Regions from separate parts of the Bombyx mori genome. Here region 1 is linked to region 2. The links are chromatin contacts, called in public Hi-C maps. All regions are on one chromosome and are shown on one strand. Each heading gives the region's core, a stretch centred on a gene start, on an enhancer-like site or on the middle of the called end of the contact. The rest is flanking DNA. Distances are from core to core; before and after follow the strand shown. Region 1 holds the start of LOC101742448 (syntaxin-16). Region 2 holds the start of LOC101739638 (kxDL motif-containing protein CG10681).

Region 1 (2,789 bases), core at 94-2,593, 320 kb before region 2:
GACATGTCCTTCTTCAAACGAGGCTTATGGAGAGTATTAAGCGGTAGGCAGTGGCTTGGCTCTGCCCCCGGCATTGCTGAAGTCCATGGGCAACGGTAACGGTAACAACGGTAACCCTACAAGGGCCTAAAAAAAAAACTTATTTAAATGAACAAATTTAGAATGTTACAAGGCAAAAAAGATCTCTGGAAACACACTATGGATGTTAAGCTGTAAAATCATTCAATTATATTAATTTATTTCTACATTACTTTAAACTGCAACAAATAGTAGGTCATTATGGAGATGAACTATTAGATGGAAAGTGATCACACTTTGGTTATTCAACATAAACAATACTGGGTGTACTAATGCTGTAATTAGTTAAAGTACTGTATAAAGTTAGTAAATGGTGAAGCATTACACGAAAATCAAAAATGTTTCAGTGTATAAGACTGCAAATTATAATATTATTGAAGAAGAGGGCCCACAGATAAGCATTATGGATGTATATTAACCTGGTCATAACATAGTGAGCTTCCTCTAATGCATCAGCCCAGGGCGGTGGGGCACGTGAGTCAACTCTCATCTCAGCTCCGGCTTCCATATCATGAGAGCTTCGTCGCATAAGTCTAGCACGTTCTGAATCATTATTCTAGAAATAAAAAGAAATTAATGTTACTTGGGCTGCAAGAGATTGAGGTTCTCGGCAATAAAGATTAAGAAGGAATAAATGAAGATTACCAACATAGGCTATTGAAAATGATTCAATTTGTATTTTAAAACACACATAACTACTATGGAAAAAGAAAGGCTAGTTCTGATTAAAATTAGTGAACATAATAATTATTCTGATAATGTTATAGATAATTTATGCTATCTGTGCTTTAAATCTACAATTTATTGTACACGACTATTACATTAACCATAACAATACATTGGCGCGGATTATTTTCGAAAGTTGTCAGTTTATTGCTATGTATTTTTGAGTGGACAATAAGTTTAATTTTTTTTGTTTATTGACTTATCGCATTTTTAAGGTAGATGCCACCCTTTCTCCTGAACCCATATAGCCTTTACGTTACTAAGAAATATCTCAGTATTGAAATAATGCTACAAATCGCATAAAATCAATATAAAATAGTCTCACTCTTTCTGAGAATATTTGTCGGCTGTGTATCGCGTTGTTACGCATTAATACGAATACTTCTGTCAGACTTCTCGACACCATGTTCGTATCGTTATTTTTTTATTTATTATTCACGTAAATTAAGGTGGTATTAAATACTGTATTACAAAAACTGCAATGTATTTATTTTTATAGTCTTGATAGAGTGGATGACGTCTAAGCTTATTTAACACTTGACAGTTTTGAAAAGCGACGGTCCACATTGTGTAGGTACTTAAATGGGCAAACGTACAATAAGCCCATCGGCTTGGTTTAAAACTATCAAGTTTTATTTTAATTTTCAGGGTATATTGTGATATCTCCAAAAGACTTCTGAAAGTAATCTTATCACTACTACATAAATTTAATCTTACAGCGAATGTTCAAAAACTTTTTACCATTACTGCAAAATTTAGTAACGGTTTTATCGTTGCTAGCCCCTCGGCCATGTACTAAAATAGAATGTGACATACATTTTAGATATTTTATTACCTGAAGAATACAAGCTATTATGCTAAAAAAAATTGACGTTTTTCTGTAGACAGCGTAAATATATACTTAAAGGGATTAGATTTAAGCATTGTTGTCAAAATTGTTGAATTTGTGAGGTCCAAATCTGCTAAATTATAAATTATGTCATCATTAAATATAGAATTTGGTTGCTATTTGTGATTATGGAGCTGTATTATTTAAAATACACAATTCTCTTAATCGTATAGTACATCTTTGAGTGTGTACAGAATTGGTTGTAGCTTCACAATATTAACTGGCTGAATAGGACATATTTCTTTTGCAAATTTAATTCAACAAACCAAACAAAGAATAGGGTTATAAAAATGTAAACAAATAGGTAATTAAGATTTTTACTGTGGATTTTGCAATTTGATAAAGATAAAAAAATTGGCATATAGACACGGAACGGCTATTTAAAAATTTTAGATAGCTTAGGTACAGAATAAATAAATATAAATGAGTATGGCATCGCATGATGCCGGCGTTCCTGAACAATTCCAGCAATTTCCGCCTAACAGAATCATTGTTATCCACCCTGGTTCGCTCTACGTACGTATCGGACGAGCCTCAGATCTCGTGCCAGTGAAACAGCTACACTGCATTGCAAGAAAACGTAGACACGGCGGCAAAATTTACCGCGACTCTTTCATACCACCGAGCGTTCCGAAAACCAAAGAATTGATTGAGGAATTAGAAGAATGTAGGCTTCAAATATCTCATACTCTTCAGTCATGTGTGCAGTCTAACGGCGCAAGAAGGTACGCAACTCCCCCGCAGCAAATCGCGGCCTTTAACCGTCGTTCGTTACCGGAGTACGTCTCTGACGGGGAACCGTGGCCTCAAGTCGAATGTGATGTTATTGTAGGTGATCTAGTCCTTGATGTGGACCCAGAATTACCATACAACATACATTTTCCATACCGTAGAGGAGATTTTAACCTTCATTCTGAAATAGGAGGATCTATTTCATCAGTTCTGAATGATCTGTATACAATATGGAGTTCCATAATTGAGTTTAAGTTAGGGATACCCCTGATAGAGCTTGTGAAATATAGATGTGTTCTTCTGATACCAGATCTGTACTGCAGGAGTCATTTAAAGTATCTAATGTCTTTACTGTTGAAGGACT
Region 2 (2,700 bases), core at 31-2,530:
GTCGCCGTGAAGGTCGACGTTCCTCACGAACCACGGAGCCCCGACGGCTAACCCGCAAAAGCGGGATTGTAGGGATTGGAGGGTGTCTATGTGTGTGCGGGCCGCGTGAGCGAACACCACACTCACGTAAGTCATGACGGGCCTTATGCAAGTTTTGTAAAGTGTCACCTTGTTCCGAAGGGACATTTTACTCCGCTTACAGATCATGGGATAGAGTCTACCGAGAATAAATGCGGCACGGTCACGGACTGTTTTTATATGCGGACGGAATGTCATGGATGCATCCAGGGTTACTCCCAGGTACTTGACCTTCCTGGTCCAGGGTATAGGTTGGCCGAAGAGGGTGATCGGGGGTGTAATATTTCTCCTCCTAATGCGGGAGGAAATAAGCGGAGAGTAGCATCTTTGTTAACATGGCCTCACACATACGTTAGTGTTAAATACCTACTCTTTGCTAGTTTTACGAGAAAAATATATGAGGACTTTTTGGCGGGAGCGCGAGAAGTGAAGTTGTGTGATTTGTTTTATTTTGTCTATTTAGTGTTTCTTCGGGTTCAATTGTGTAATAACGGTGGTTTCTTAACTGTTTAATATCTGTGAAAGTGCACAAATGTGGGAAAATGAAACAAAGACGCTGGACGTAAGTTCTCGGGATCCTCCAAAATGTCCACTGAAAATATCTCAGCAAATGACCACCATTTTACTGAGATTATATTTCATTCCATATCATCTCTGTTAGACAGTTTTATTTGAGGGGATTGGGTTCTGGAGGAGATGAGGGGCTATTTAAAAAACACTGCTTCATCTATACTAATATTATAAAGAGGAAAGATTTGTTTGTTTGTTTGTTTCGAATAGGCTCCGAAACTACTGAACCGATTTGAAAAATTATTTTTCCATTAGAAGCCGACATTGTCCCTGATGAACATAGGCTACTTTTTTTTATTTATTTTTTTTGGTTTCATGTTTCCGAAGCGAAGAGAAGGCGGGTCGCTAGTGGTTAATATAATGATATTGCAAATACTTTGTACACTATTACACCATTACAATATTTCATTTTTATAAAAGCTTAAGATGTTGCACTGTCTGTGTCTAGATGAGAAGTCATTGTCGTCACTGAAGAGAAGACAATCGTCTGTTTTAAACATTTGTAAAGTTTTAAACAAACTGTAACCATACGTATTACCTGCCATTACTTACATATTCAAACTCGAAGAATCTCATCTCATTTCATATAGTTTAATTTAATTTCATTTCTTAATATTATTTTTCAGAAAAAAAAAATATAACGATTCAGCTGTATGGTATGATACCTTTTGCATTGCCAATTGAAAAAATAAAACTACTTTTATACTGACACTGACACATTAGACACATTTGCTTGTTTTAATGAAAGACCAAAATATCAAGAAATTTGTGTATAAATATAATGTATTGTGTACGAAAACAATAAATAATGGCGAACGGTACTCCAGAAAGTGATTTCTCGATAGAATGCTTCCAGAACTACACTGCGCCCGAAGTTTTTGTTCAAGGCCTAGCCGGTATGGTGGATCAGACTGACGTTGAAGTGATTATTCGAGCACAAAAGAATATGTAAGTACGAGCCAATTGAGAATTTAACTTAAACCAAAAAAGCGAATTCCTAATTATTATACCTATTAATTTTTTCAAACTTAAAAATTATTTGTGAGCAACAAATGAAAATCAGTATGAAATTTAATGATACACTCGCTGAAATAAAATATGTATCAGAACTGGTGGTAAGACCTCTTGTGAGTCCGCGCGGGTAGGTACCACCGCCCTGCCTATTTCTGCCGTGAAGCAGTAATGCGTTTCGGTTTGAAGGGTGGGGTAGCCATTGTAACTATACTGAGACCTTAGAACTTATATCTCAAGATGGGTGGCGCATTTACATTGTAGATGTCTATGGGCTCCAGTAACCACTTAACACCAGGTGGGCTGTGAGCTCGTCCACCCAACTAAGCAATAAAAAATAAAACCTTAAAATACAGTATATGGGCATTTTAATTTATATCTCTCATAATTCATTTTTATATTTTCTGCCTCAGCAGAACAAAATTATTTGACAAGGTGATTTTGTTTTGTTACCAAATAAATCCCGCTCGAATAAAGTTTTCTTAGGTTGCAGAGATTTGAAAAAACAACAGAAATGCTGACAAATTGTAATCAGCTGTCGGCCAGTAGATTAAGGGCTGCATCCACAGAGTTCAAGAAACACACACAACTACTGTTCGAAATGAGGAAGGATTTGGAATTCATATTTAAGAAAATTCGGGCAATTAAAACCAAGCTCAGGTTTGTTTGATTTCTTTTTTAAAAAGAAAAAGTTTGTGTTTTGCTTTTATAATAATAAGTAGTATATAGTATAAATAAATTAAACAAGGCTTAAAGGCTTAAAAAAGCCCTCTGTAGTAATCAGTAGTGTTCCCCTGGCATTGTTGATATCCATGAGTGGAGGAGATCTCACACCATCAGATGAGTCATGTTCTCATACTCTCGGACTGTAATAGAATAAATAAAGAATCTGCTTAGTAGTACATTCATAAATTTAAAAAATGTGGTACCTTTTTTTCGGCCATAGTTGGGTAAACAGTTCATAGCTTATCTGCTATTACTGCAGTTTGTAGACTACATAATACAGCAGTGCGGTTTATTATAATAGTATGCAATATCGCG

What was found. Hi-C and Micro-C count contacts between places; a contact is called where the count stands out from the background.
Region 1: a Hi-C map of whole pupa shows a contact between it and region 2, with 2.7 times the contacts expected there. The contact joins the promoter of LOC101742448 here to the promoter of LOC101739638 in region 2. A contact is called at or near these places in 2 of 7 Hi-C or Micro-C datasets (both in whole pupa).

What each region holds. Positions count from the first base shown.
Region 1 is chr20:12,133,766-12,136,554 of ASM3026992v2, reverse strand. It overlaps LOC101742448 (syntaxin-16), which reads right to left and starts at 1,343. Exons shown (of 4, transcript XM_038018167.2): 1 at 1,130-1,343; 2 at 498-634. The coding sequence starts at 1,210. LOC101740322 (actin-related protein 8) reads left to right here and starts at 1,954. Exons shown (of 1, transcript XM_004925987.5): 1 at 1,954-2,789. The coding sequence starts at 2,117.
Region 2 is chr20:11,816,671-11,819,370 of ASM3026992v2, reverse strand. It overlaps LOC101739638 (kxDL motif-containing protein CG10681), which reads left to right and starts at 1,280. Exons shown (of 3, transcript XM_004925982.5): 1 at 1,280-1,596; 2 at 2,146-2,319. The coding sequence starts at 1,457.